Linked DNA regions of Triticum aestivum: region 2 is linked to region 1. A link is a contact called in public HiCAR-type data. All regions are on one chromosome and are shown on one strand. The core of a region is the stretch at or near the end of the contact, and the rest is flanking DNA. Distances in the headings are between cores, read along the strand shown. Region 1 holds the start of LOC123136336. Region 2 holds the start of LOC123136341.

What was found. HiCAR-type assays count read pairs that join an accessible place to other places.
Region 2: a HiCAR-type map of leaf shows a contact between it and region 1, with 8 times the contacts expected there. The contact joins the promoter of LOC123136341 here to the promoter of LOC123136336 in region 1. A contact is called at or near these places in 2 of 5 Hi-C or Micro-C datasets (leaf and root) and 1 of 1 datasets of contacts at active chromatin or transcription factors (leaf).

What each region holds. Positions count from the first base shown.
Region 1 is chr6B:161,817,713-161,824,149 of IWGSC CS RefSeq v2.1, reverse strand. It overlaps LOC123136336, which reads left to right and starts at 4,218. Exons shown (of 8, transcript XM_044555703.1): 1 at 4,218-4,597; 2 at 5,442-5,506; 3 at 5,588-5,686. The coding sequence starts at 4,379. It overlaps LOC123136337 (DNA-directed RNA polymerase V subunit 1), which reads left to right. Exons shown (of 19, transcript XM_044555704.1): 17 at 1-1,090; 18 at 1,210-1,318; 19 at 1,745-2,536. The coding sequence ends at 2,281.
Region 2 is chr6B:162,328,025-162,334,605 of IWGSC CS RefSeq v2.1, reverse strand. It overlaps LOC123136341, which reads right to left and starts at 5,138. Exons shown (of 11, transcript XM_044555712.1): 1 at 4,704-5,138; 2 at 4,158-4,244; 3 at 3,922-4,041; 4 at 3,638-3,832; 5 at 3,347-3,550; 6 at 2,774-3,261; 7 at 2,093-2,192; 8 at 1,789-1,848; 9 at 1,610-1,702; 10 at 1,409-1,528; 11 at 430-1,149. The coding sequence starts at 4,886. The coding sequence ends at 799. It overlaps LOC123136339, which reads right to left. Exons shown (of 9, transcript XM_044555711.1): 9 at 5,616-6,569. The coding sequence ends at 6,362.

The DNA of each region.
Region 1 (6,437 bases), core at 2,969-5,468:
CTGACCAGGGTGCTAAAAAGGATACAGAAGGAGGCTGGAATAATGCAGCTGCAGCTGCTGACACAGGAGCTGCAAAACCAGCAGAGCAAGACAAGTCATGTTGGAATGCGCCCCCAGCAGTGGAGAATGATTCCTCTGGTTGGGGAGGCTGGGGCACTGGAAACGCAAAGGACAAAAATATTGCATCTGAAGGATCAGCTGAAGTTGATACTTGGGCCGATCAGAGTGGTAAAAGGGATACTGATGGAGGTGGTGCTAGCTGGGACAAAATGAAAGTGAAGGATCACAATATGCAGCAAGACCAATGGGGTCATGTGCCAACCCAGAATGTTGATGCACAGGATGATCCATGGGGGAGTGCGGCAGGTGTGGCTCAACCTTCTACCGCAAAGCATATTGATGCACATAATGATTCCTGGGGGAGCGTGGCAGCGAAAGCTCAAACTTCTACTGCAGAGCATATGGATGCAAAGAATGATTCCTGGGGAAGTGTGGCAGCTAAAACTTCTACTGCAGAGCCTATGGACACGAAGAATGATTCCTGGGGAAGTGTGGCAGCTAAAGCTTCTATCACAGAGCCTATGGACGCAGGGAATGGTTCCTGGGGGAGTGTGGCAGCGAAGGCTCAGACTTCTACTGCACAGCAGGAGTCCTGGGGTAATGTGTCTGCTTCACCATCAGATAATGCGTGGGGTGCTGCTCCAGTTTCCCATGGACCTGATAACTCGGATGCAAAGCAGCCAGATTCTTGGGATGGCTGGGGTTCTGCTGCTCCAGTTTCCCAGGGAGATAATTCAGATGCAAAGCAGCCAGATTCTTGGGATGGCTGGGGTTCTGCTCAAGCCGATGACTCGAGTACTGATAAATGGAAGACCAATGCTTCTGGCAGCAACAAAGGCTGGAAATCAGATGGATGGGAGGCCAAAGAAAACCGGAGGGACCAAAGAGACAATCCAGGCAGGCCTCCAATGAGACCTCCTGTTGAGAGGCCACCAAGGCCACGGTACGAACTGCCAGCTGAGGCGAAAAAGGTTCTACAAGAAATTGAACCCATTGTAACAATGGTCAGAAAGATCTTCCGTGAATCAAGGTAAATTATCTCACAGTTTACTTGTTTGCTCTGTGTGCTTCATGGTATGCCAAACAGTTATTTTGTTTGTACCATCTTATTAAATATATTTCTTTTTACCATTATCTTAAATGTTGCAGTGATGGCATAAGGCTTCCCCTGGAGGACGAAAAGTTTATCATAGAAAAAGTTCTGGAGCACCACCCTGAAAAGGAAAAGAAGGTGTCTGGTGAAATTGATCATATAATGGTATGGATTCTTGTGCTACCTTTTGCCTTGTATATATATTTTTTAGTTAAAACACCTTTAGCTTTATTCTGAAGACGATAAATCCCTGAGTTGTTGTGATGAGCTGCTGCATCTATCTCAAAAGTTGGCCACCTGCTGACTCCACTTGCCTGCTTGCCACAACTTAACGACCACCTGACAGTCTGTTTATAGAACCACTTGCTGATAGCCCTTCTCAATAGCTAGCATTAAGCCATGAGTTTCTGCAGTTGTTGGATCAACAATTCCTTCGTATTTCGTTTCGACAATAAGCAGCCAAGAGTTGTCCTTCAGTGTTCTGAGCTACTGTTCCCGTTCTGGCAGCTCAACCCTGAGATGGAATGTGTTATTGTCTGACGCAACATAATAAAACATGCAAGATCTTAACGGCCTCGTTTGATTTCGCAGGTGAACAAGCACCACGTTTTCCAGGACAGCCGGTGCTTCTACGTGGTGTCATCAGACGGGACCCAAACAGACTTCTCCTACATCAAGTGCATGGACAACTACGTGAGGAAGAACCACGAGGAGCATGCCGAGCTCATCTGCGAGATGCACTTCAAGAAGCGCAACCGCGATCGACCAGCAGCGGTCGACGGAGCCGCGGCGCCAGCCACTGAAGCCGCTCCGTGCGAGGACTTGGAAGCCACTCTGCCAGGCCCGCCGCCAGGAACTCCACCTCCGACAGCGATCACCCAGCAGGAGACTCCAGCTTCTCCGGCTGCGGCTCCAGAAGATGATCTGCCTCTGCCTCCTCCCCCTCCGCTGACCCAGCATGAGGATGGAATGCCAGAAGATGATCTGCCGCTGCCTCCTCCTCCTCCACTGCCCCAGCAGGATGCCGGAGCGCCAGGTTCAGCGCCAGAGGCAGGGGCCGGCGATGACAAGTGGTCAGGGGCCGGTGATGACAAGTGGGCGGGAGGCGCCGATGACAAGTGGGTCTAGTGGTTGCTTAGGGTGTGGAAATGAACTGAACTGAACTGGTTGTACATACATGCTCGTAGCGTCCCGTGCTGAAAACCCTTTCTGCTTGCCCTGACAGACTTTGATGTAGAGGGGTGGTGGCGGTAGCCGTTGTTAGACCTGATGATGGGCTGCGTTTCCTGTCGTATGCGATGCGTCTTCCGGATGAACCCTGTAAGTTCTGGGAGGTCGCCCCGTGTGCTGCCTATGGTAATCGCGACTAGTTTCGATCCTTGTGTGATCTCCTTGGTTTCTGGCTGGTGTGCTGTGTTTGTTTACTTCCTCCGTTTCTGTGGGGCCGTAATATCTGGGGAATGTTTCCTGGAAGCGTTTTCCCCCTGAACCCATGCCAAATATAGTATATGAAGTAAAGTTGCCACATTTCATGGCAAATGAAGTAAATTTGCCATGGCAATTTTGTAAGAATTGCCAAGTTCGCAGGCGAAACTGCCAGAGCACTAACAATGCCGTTCGATCGATCATGATCAGGTGGCAGGAGGCTTTGGAGGTGTTTCCTAGAACCTCCCTCAGGAAACGTTCCGGTGATCTTTTCCCTTTCTTTTTTTGCTTCGCCGCACAAGATTTGCCTTAAATTAAACTTTGTAAAATTTGATCAAATTTATATTAAAACATACCAATATCTACAATACTAAAACTACATGCAAAATTAATTTCATGGTGCATCTAATGATATTGATCTGATCTTGTGAACGTTCATGTTTTTTTAATAATCCTGGTTAAACTTTATAAAGTTTGATTTAAGACACCTTGTATACAGAGTAAAAAGAAACGGGAAATATTGTCCGTTAATGCTTGCAAATGAGATTTTGTGTTACACCTGGGTCAGCAGAACGTTTTCTCTCGGAAATTAGTTAAGCAGTGTGTGTCTTGTACTCCCTCCTTCCCTGAATAGATAGAGTATAGTTCTGTAAAAAGTCAAGTATTTCTAAGTTTGATCATGCATATAGAAGAAACTATCAACAACTTCAAATTAAATTAATACGTTATGAAAATATATGTGATAGTGTATATATTAATATTGATTTAGAATTGTTTATCTTCATATTTTTGTATATATGCTTGGTCAAACTTAAAAAACATTGATTTTTGACCCAGTTTATACACCAATTAAAGAATGGAGACGGATTCCATCATGCAGATCAACATATGCCCCCCCTCCCCCCCCCCCCGCGCCGGAATTTCAGCTGTGGGTGGGGGCCCATTCTTTGATTTTTTCCATAACCAGCCACCTCGTCCCGTATTTTTTTTTTCATAACTCCCGTGGATGTAGCATCTTCTCACATAGTGCAATAACCCCAATGACGATGATGGGCATATGTCTTTGAGGTGTTAAAACTGCTTGGAGGGACACTCGGAATCATGTTACGCGCGTGCACCACAAATTGCCAAGGAGCATAACATGATGTTCAAGGGCACCTGGATCACATTACACGTGTTTCCATGTTCGTTTTCGCTTTCACTAAGAAATGCAAAACAAATGTGGCTCGCTTTCCGATTTGTGCATCCTATTTGTATTTGTCCCATCGTATAAATACGTACCACTTTTATGATGTTAAATTAAACAAAAATTATTCGATACCGTCAGACGCGTCACTACATGACTTTTATTGTTTCAAAGGAAGGCGGCACTCAACAAGGTGTCTATAACGAAAACTCCGCATCTCAAGTTTTTAGTGGGTCTACGACTCTGTGTGAGTGTGTGATTCTACATTCTAGTTGGAATTTTGAAATATTCAAATTCAGTTTTGTGTTTCCCACTGAACTATTTTTTTTTGACAGCAGTGTTTTACACTGAACTAGCCTTTGTACAGACACTCGTTATGTCAAAAAAAAAAAAGAACTTGTAATGATCTCGTCAAGCCTTCCGATCCCGATCCGACGTCCGAGAAAGCCCGACCCCGCGCGACCCAGACAAAAGAGTCGGTCTCGCCTCCTCACACCCCACTCGACAGGCTCCACACCGGACCAGCTCGCCGCCACCACCGTCCGCCGCGTCCCCCGCCGCGATCAACCGCCACTCCCTCCTCGCCTCTCGCCGGCGGCCTCCCAGACACCACCATGCAGGCCCGCGTCGTCGTCTTCCCCATCAGGGGCCGCGCCTGGTGCTTCGCCCGCCCGCGCCCCGTCCTCCCCGCCACCTCCGCCTCCGCCTCCGCCGCGGGCAGCGGCGCTCTTCCGCCGCCGCCCACCCTCAAGGACCTCTGGCTCGGGATCTCCGCCGGCGGCCGCACGGCGCCCGAGAATGCCGAGGCCGTGGCCGACTTCGTCGCGGACAAGGTGCTCGACGGAATGCCCCCCACCCTCTCCCCCCTCCTCCGCCCGCCGCATTCATCCTTTACTTATGCGTTTCTCCTAGCCTGTGCCTGCGGTATGCGGTCTTAGGTGGGCGTGAATGAACCATATGATCTCTGCAGCTCCAGTCGAATGTTTTTGGTCCACTTTATGTGGCCGCAGCAAAACCAGCTGATGTTTTCGTTGATCCGATGATGCTAAGCCGTTCTGGATCTCGCCGTGGCTACGTTTCTATTAATTCGTAGAATTTCGTTTTCCAATGTTTAGTTAACATGCATTGATATGTACTGACGTTTTCAGTTGAAATCATTCCCTCCTTGCTACGGCAGAATCTGTTGCGAACTCTGAACCTTGTTGGGAAATGCCATCCTCCACAGATTAATTTCTAGTTTTCTACTGTCTGTTCATGCTTGTAAGTGTGTGATATACTTGGGCCTCCACAGGCCCTTTCTTCAGCAGGGAAATGCATTATGCGTGAGGTTTATTTTGTCTAAGGGTGAAAATGGTACAGAAACAGAGTCTTTCAGAGGCCAAAAAATAAAATTATGAAGACATAAATGGGATGACGACTTCCGGTTGAAACACAAATGGAAGTGAAATTTCTGGATTTACACGTGAAATTTCTGTCCTTATGCATGTATGCCGTCCTCATAGACAGCACATAGTCTGTCTGTTTCCATGTCGTTTCCACCCTACTTGTATTCCTCCATAATAAGATCCATTGCACTAAAGCATGTGCCACTGTAACATGTTTAACCGAGCAAAAGTTACTCGCTAGGGAGAACCAACTATTGATTGAGTAACTAGCATATGTTGTTCGGGTGTGCAGATGAACAGGGCGTGGATTGGTTTCGGCAGCGCGCCGGAGGGATCAGTAAAGAGGCGGATCCACAGGTCGGGCGTTTAAGATTTGGCGTGTGTTGTGTGGAAGGGCGTGGCAAGATCGATCAGACGCTGAGCTTTGTTGTGGTGCAGCTTTGGGTTAAAGCTGCTTTCGCGGGTGCGGCCGTCGGAGACTCTGTTGAAGTCACTGACCAAGGATGTCTCCATGCTTGAAATCGTCCACCCTGCAAGGTAAGTGGTGATAAGCTTGCGTTATTGTTTCTTCATGTCTGTAAAATATGCTTGCCAGTTGGGTTGTATTTTTTTTTCTTTGGGTTTGTGGTGTTCAAATGGTTGGAAGGTGTGAGTGCTTACTGAGTTGATCTTGTATTGCATGTCTTCTGATGTTTGTGATTCTGAATGTAAATAGTACTACCTCTGATCCATAATAAGTGTCACAGTTTTGAACTAGCCCGAGTGCAAAACAGCGACACTTATTTTAGATCGGAGGGAGTATCTGTTATTACTGTAGGTACCGGGTCTCTTTTCCAATCACGTGAGACCCCGCCCAGAAAACGACACGTGTCTAGCACATATCTCAAAGCATCTTCTTCCCCAAAGATATCCCCAGCTGAGCAATCTGTTTAAACCGTGGAGCTCAGACTATTAGCATCTTCTATCTCCTTAATCCCAACTAGTGTGCGCTTCAGCTAGCGAGCCATGACTCAGAAGTCAGAACCAATCGCTCAATTGGTGATGGCTACTGGTGAACCACTTCTGTTCTACTCCAAAACTGCAGCATCGTATTGCTAGTTTGTTACTAGCTTGTTCTTTTATCCTTAGCCATCTTCATTGTACAAAAACCATCCAGCCTACCGGCCTCCAAGGCCATCGCGGCATCGCCGGTTCACCGTACTGCAGAGATGTGATCAAAATGGCATGCCCTGCACCTGCAGATTGCCTCCATCGGCGTGGCCATGGCCGTACAGAGTGAGAGTCAGGC
Region 2 (6,581 bases), core at 3,889-6,388, 510 kb before region 1:
TTCTGAGTCTACATAATTATAGTATGGAGGCATTTGTCGTTGCTCATCTCGCAAGAGGAAATCTATTTATACAAATTAACCTTGACAGCACATGGTAATGATTCAGGTGGTTCTTTAGCTTTGCGTCCTTGGATATAGGAGTTACCACCAGCATCAGGCTGGAATGACAGCGAGAGATTCGGATGATTGTTCAAACAATTTTACACATTCGTAAATATTTGTATTGGATATATGTAAACAACATGTATATATTTGTTCTAAAAAAGTACATCCAATTTAAGTTTCAAATCAGCATCCAATTCACAAATTGTTGACATTGTAAATCTCTAAACATGATTTATGTAATGTTGTTTATGCCCTGCATGAATCTAAATATCGGCACATCCGCAACAATTTCATGCCAGCTATGTGGCTAGATTTCAGTGCAAAAAACAGAACCCTCTCACAATATATGGCACCACCCAATTTATTAGTGCGCAACTTACAAACCAATCAACCCAGACAAAAACACCTTTACAAAAGAGAAAAGTATATATTTGAGAAAAGAAAGACCAAAACGGTATCCCCGGTATGAAACGCAGCGCCAAACACCATGAGATCCAAAACATCTTCCTTTCGCCGTTATCTTGGTAGAGATAATCCAACTTCGCAAATGAAATATCTTCGCCGAAGCGGTTTCTGAGCTCTGCTGTGTTGTATAATTTCCTCCCCAAAAATGTACACCATATACAACTAGCCATCACATTTTCCAGTCTGCAAAGAATGAATTCTGTGGCCCAAACATACCAGCTGGCAGGATCAGCCTAGGGAGCCCGTTCTGTGTTGTGGCTTCTGGGAGCCACTGCTGTCAGGCAAGAACAGGTACCGGAATTTCGAGTCAAACGCGACCACGGTGAAACTGCGTGCCCCGAGAAGCCGCTGCCTCCTCTGAGAGGAATACTCTCGGATGGCTGCTACTTGTTCAGGTGAGAGGTGATGGCAGATCCAGTCCGTGAACAGGGAGTCTTCGACGGCCCCCTTGGCGTAACTCTGCAGTAGCTTTGGGATCAGTAGTTTCCCTCGGTCACTTATGCCGACGGAAGCTTGGATGTAGTCTCTCAATGACTCCAGAAGCTCGTTCCTGACGTTTGCTGCCGTGAAGATTCTTACCTGTATGACAGCAGATCATCACCTCAATAACATGAATATTAGAATATACACACAGAGGGAAAGATAGATTATACTTTATGATTCTTATAATTGGTTATGGCAGTGCACATGTTCAAATATCCTAGATAGTACGTTAAAAGGGAGCAAGGTTTGAACAAACAAGCATTGCATAACAGGCTAGGTTTTCTTCTTTATATAGAATGGAAGAGCAATATACGCGTATTTCCAGGAAATTATGACAGTCTCTTCATGTACTTACAGCTGGTGAAGAGAACATTCCACAACTGAGACCAAACAGCAGAAGGGGCTCAGCTTGATCGATCGAGTACTTCTTGTGCCCCTCAGAAATTTTGAACTTCTGAAGAGCCAACATCAAAGACTACAAACGGGTAGGGAGAACAATAAGAGGTGTTATAACAAAACTAGGGGCAAACAAAATGGATTAAGAAAAGAGTTATACAAGTTGGGGCCGGTGCACTGGAGTCTTCATCTTTAGTATCACATACTCTATTTCAGCTGCACTGAACGACTGGCCACCAACTGTGTAACAGGCCTGCATCACCAACTCACTTTAACCGACTGCCTCACTGAAGAAAGATGGAATGTATTTGTTCAACTGGAAACAGAGACTCGACAAACCTTTTGCATTAGAGAGAAAAGCTTGATGTCATTCCGGGGAACTCCGTATGCTAGGTATGACTGGTAGATGCCAATACAGAATTGTTAGTGCACGAGGCTCAACATGCATGTCATAGAGAGTTGAAAATTAAGGCTTTTTGTAAAGAAAGATTTGGAATGGAAATATAACAGAACTGAGTGATCTTATTTTTCCATTAAATATGGAATATCAAAGTAGATATATAGAATCAGGGAAATGTATAAATTATTTTGAAATACAATCCATGCCTGCAAACCAGCCTTGTAATTAACAACTCGTACTTACATGCATTATCAGCGCATTATACAAGTTAATCCAAAAGGCTAGCCGCTCATCAGAGTTCAAACAATTAGGGTTAACTTTTGATAGCTGCTCCACAAGAAATCTGCAAACCAATGAGAATGATACACGAATTACTAAATATAGTGGTCTAAACGTTCTTATATTTCTTTACAGAGGGAGTAAGAAGTAAAACTTGCTCCAGAATAATGGGCTTATGGGCAGGGATAACACCAATTAGGAAAATTTGTCGCGAAAAAGATGCTTTCATGCATCGAGATTCTTTTATTCCTAAGATTTATGTTATAGATGGATGATCAACCAAAGAAATGGGGATGCAAAAGTTTGTTAGCAAACACATTCAGATATAAGCAGATAACATGCTGACAAGGATACCTTATGGTGCTAAATGATGATAAGCAGCTCGATTTTTAAAGAAAAAAAAAACTTAGTGTGATTGTTTCCAGAAACTAAAGATTACATCGAGTATCCTATTCTTCCCTCAGTTCAGTTATTTGTAGATTTTTCGATTAGGGCACTGCAATTAGAAATGTTGATCCGATGTTAACAGTTCCACATATATGAATTAAAATCCATTGTTCCATAAATAAGTAGTGATATTTGTAAGTACATAAAATGTCTAAAGTAGGATTGTTGTTAACTTTGGCCAAGGTTGTAGCAGCAAACCTGAACTTTTTTAGAGCTTCAGATGCATATTCAAGTTGCTCCTTTCCAACTGACATCCAAGATACTTCAGCTGCTGAACAGTAGTTTCCGATGTCTCTACGGGTTCCCTTTCCATTAACTTTATACGGGTCAAAGTTTCTTGCTTTATTCATCATCTCATCATTGTGATAGGAGTCAACCGAAGAGCTCCGTAGCATTGAGGGTAATATGGATGAATCTGAGAAGGATGCCAGTGTAGAACCAGATAGACGCTCCGCTGAGGAAGATGAACAATCAGAAGATGCCTTCCCAGATATCTTGGAGGATTCAGATAAACGGAGGAAAATGTTTCTCATGCAGCGCACCATCTCCTCTGATAGCTGATTTGGGTAGTTCCAAAGATTTCCTCCTTTCATGCTAGTTAACTTTTGAATGGACTGTTCAAATGATAAATCATCGATCTTTTCATCTTCTTTGCCTTGATTTCCCACCGAGCACGATCCTTGCATCTGCAGAAACAATTAAGCTTCGATATACTAATAATATGTATGAGAAGTACACGAATAGGCTGTTATGCATAAGCATGAAAATGACCTCTTCGTCCCGGTGCTTTTCCAACAGTCCGTTTAAAGAGATATCTTGGTGTTTCTCGAGCAGCCTATTTAGGGAAACCATTTGTCTATCTTCGGACTCTTCTCCAATATCCGGGTCATATTCAAGTTCTGTGAGTAAATCTTGTTGCATTGATCTCATTGACTCGGATCCACCGAACTTCAAATCCCTCAATGATGATATGTGCTGATGAGAAATACAATCAAGAAACCATCAATAACTCTCCTTTATCAGGAATAATGCACCCTTAGATATTGCCAGATAAAAACTTACTTCTTCCCATGTACACGTGCAAGTTGACAGCGAGCGGTCATCTGAGGACGCAGATGGCAAGCCTCCTGGGTTATTTTCGGCAAGTAGCCGTTCATTCCTTTCATGACAAAGCTGGTAATACAGATCATTTAACTCCTTTTCGAGGTTCGAAACGGCACCCTCCAGGGAGGCGATGTTAACTAGTAGCTCCTGTGTCTACATAATGGATGGAAGGTTAAAGCAAGATTAGTGAATGCACATTGACTTTCTAGTAAATGACAATGTAGTATAAATAGCTGCTGCACCTCAGGTGGGATCTTGGCAGAAGAATTCAATGCAGGCGGCGGCGCGTTCTGCGTGACAGCGTCCGCCAACGCCACGTGCAACTCGATCTCTTTCTCGAGCTGCCTCTGCAGTTTCTTAACCTGCATGAATTTTACCGGATAAGAACAAACGCCGTATCCAGGCACCGACATACATTACATACATCGAACCGTCGAAAAACGACATGTAACCATGGAGAAGAAGAGTAATCACACACTTCCTGCTCGAGCTCCGACCGGTAGCTCCGCGCCCTGCCTCTGCGGCTCTCCTCTCTCCTGCCGCTGCGACTGCCCTTGCCATCATCCTACAACAAGAACAAACCAAAGCAATTCAGTCAAGATAATGCTATCAATAAAGTTCAAGAGGATAATGCTATTAATCCATCCAATCTTAGAGATAGAGGTCAAGTGAGCACTAAGCAACAAGATTGCCGGTTGACCGCACAGCCTGTGGTGGTGATTTAATCGGGAGTGGGGGACGGACGAGGCGAGGGGACAGTGTGGGGCAGTTCGTCCATCCGGGACAAGGACGTCGTCCCACCGTACGGCGCCCTCGGCGCGACGGCACCCGCAAAGGGACAGCGATTTGATCTGGGTTGCGGCGTTAGGTGCTAAAATCTCGCCTTTCTCCACCAAGAATCTAGGCTTTTCGCAACCACGCTATGGCTCCTAATAATCCGGACATCTAAATTTAATTTTTAAAAATAGCAGGAGTATGATGATTTCTGTGGGTCGTGACTTCGCAGTGCGGAGCAGGAACTTACCCCGGAGCAGCTGGCCGCCGGCGCCGGCGCGCCGACGTCCCCCGCGGACACGTGCGGCGTGCGCTGCAGAGCGCGGCCTGGCTCGGGGGGCCTCCGTCCGCCGGCCACCTTCTGGATCAGGGAGGCGGAGACCATGTCGGCGGCGGCGGAGGGGAGCGCGTCCTCGGCCCGCGCGCACGGCATGGGCGGCGGGGCTCCGGTCCGCCAGTCCTGGCCCTTTCCTCCCGCGACGCCACCGGCCTGCCGCCACCTGACCAGACCCTACGCGGCAGCGCCGGTCGCGCCGCGGCGAGCCTCCTCGACGGGGTGCATTGCGTCGGCGTGGGGAGGGGCGTTGGGCGTGGGTGGCCGCGCGGCGAGGCCCGAGACGAGAGGGTGGCTTTATGGCGGGCGGGCGTTTGGGCGTGCGCGCGTGGTTGCGGGGCGGGGCGGCGGGCGTGGGAGGGAGGGAAGGAAAGGGTGGACTTTTGGCGGAGTGGGGTGCGAGTGGGAGGGCACTAGTACGAGTACGACTACTACGGGTGGAAAGGTGACGATTTTGACCATGATGGCCCGCGGGCGTGCCGTTGGTTGCCAACTTGCCCCCCTCCGCCGGTCAACTTGTAATGTTGTCAACGCAATTTCCATGGTCATTTTGTAAGTACATACTGTAGTAGTACTATAGTACTTGTATGCTCTGTAAAAGTGAGATGTTTTCACCGTGTTGCCACGTTATTTTGAGTTTTGAATTTTGGATTTTGGATTTTGGATTTGCTTGCTTGCTTCCTGCTGTTTTGGGCGGTCTGATTGCAATGGATGGCATCTTGTGCTGTCTCTTCTGTGTTTGCTTCCTGTGCTGTTTGGAACCATTTGACAAAAACAGTTGCCTCCTGCTATTACTTGGCCCGTAGCAATGATGCTATAACTCGCGTCTTCAAACAGTCCAAAAAGCAACATTTCTTACTACAATTTTACCATTTTCTTGTTATTTATGGGTTTGGATTACCGTATATGTGTTACCAACAAAGTGTTCATTTACAAAAACGATCTGGCTTTACTGATAAAAATGAACTAAAGCACATCAGATCCAAGAAAATAAACCACACGAGAACGACAGAGATCCTTGGCAAAGCTCGTTCAGAGCCGTCAACTCTGGTCCCATCTTTTGCATCTTGACGCTCTTCCAAAACCCACCACGACCAAACCTGCACCAAACCTGGACTAAACACAAAGCTTTTGATGAGCCCGCGCGTGACCAACCTCCACAGCTTTCACCCAAAGGCATCCCCGGCTTTATCCCGATGCTTTGCCCAAAGCAAACATTCATGGTATCTTTTCCACGAGGGCTATGCAAGTTTGCAGGCAGGCATGGCCGTTCATTCACGACGAATAAAAGTGATCGTTTACAACGGTTAAACCGTTCTTCTTCAGGCACGGTTTCAAATTTGAGCCGCATCTAACATATATGATGTCCGCTTTCGGAACTTCAAATCATCTCACGAACGAGCGACACTCCTTCCTCCTGGGTCTCTGTAATCTGAAGATGTTAGTACCGCAAGCTTAGTTTCCACTCCTTTTTGCCAGCCAACTTTGGAAACCCACAAGAAGCTTTCAGCCTCCTGCGACCGTAGGCCGACAGCATGCTTCGGAGAACTTATTCCACAGTATGTACCTCGGGATCATGCCGCGCACTGCAAGGACCCCATCTTGCGCAGATTATCAGCGGCATCGAGCTCAACAGCTGCCGCCTGCATTGCGTCCGACAGACCCTTGTCCCTGTCGGCATGGAAAAAGCGCTGTCGCCTCCGAGCGTCGTACACAATGTCCTGCCAGACGGACCTGTTCTTGGACAGAGTCGCCGCGTTGCCAATCACCCACAAGCAATGCCTGCGGACCAAA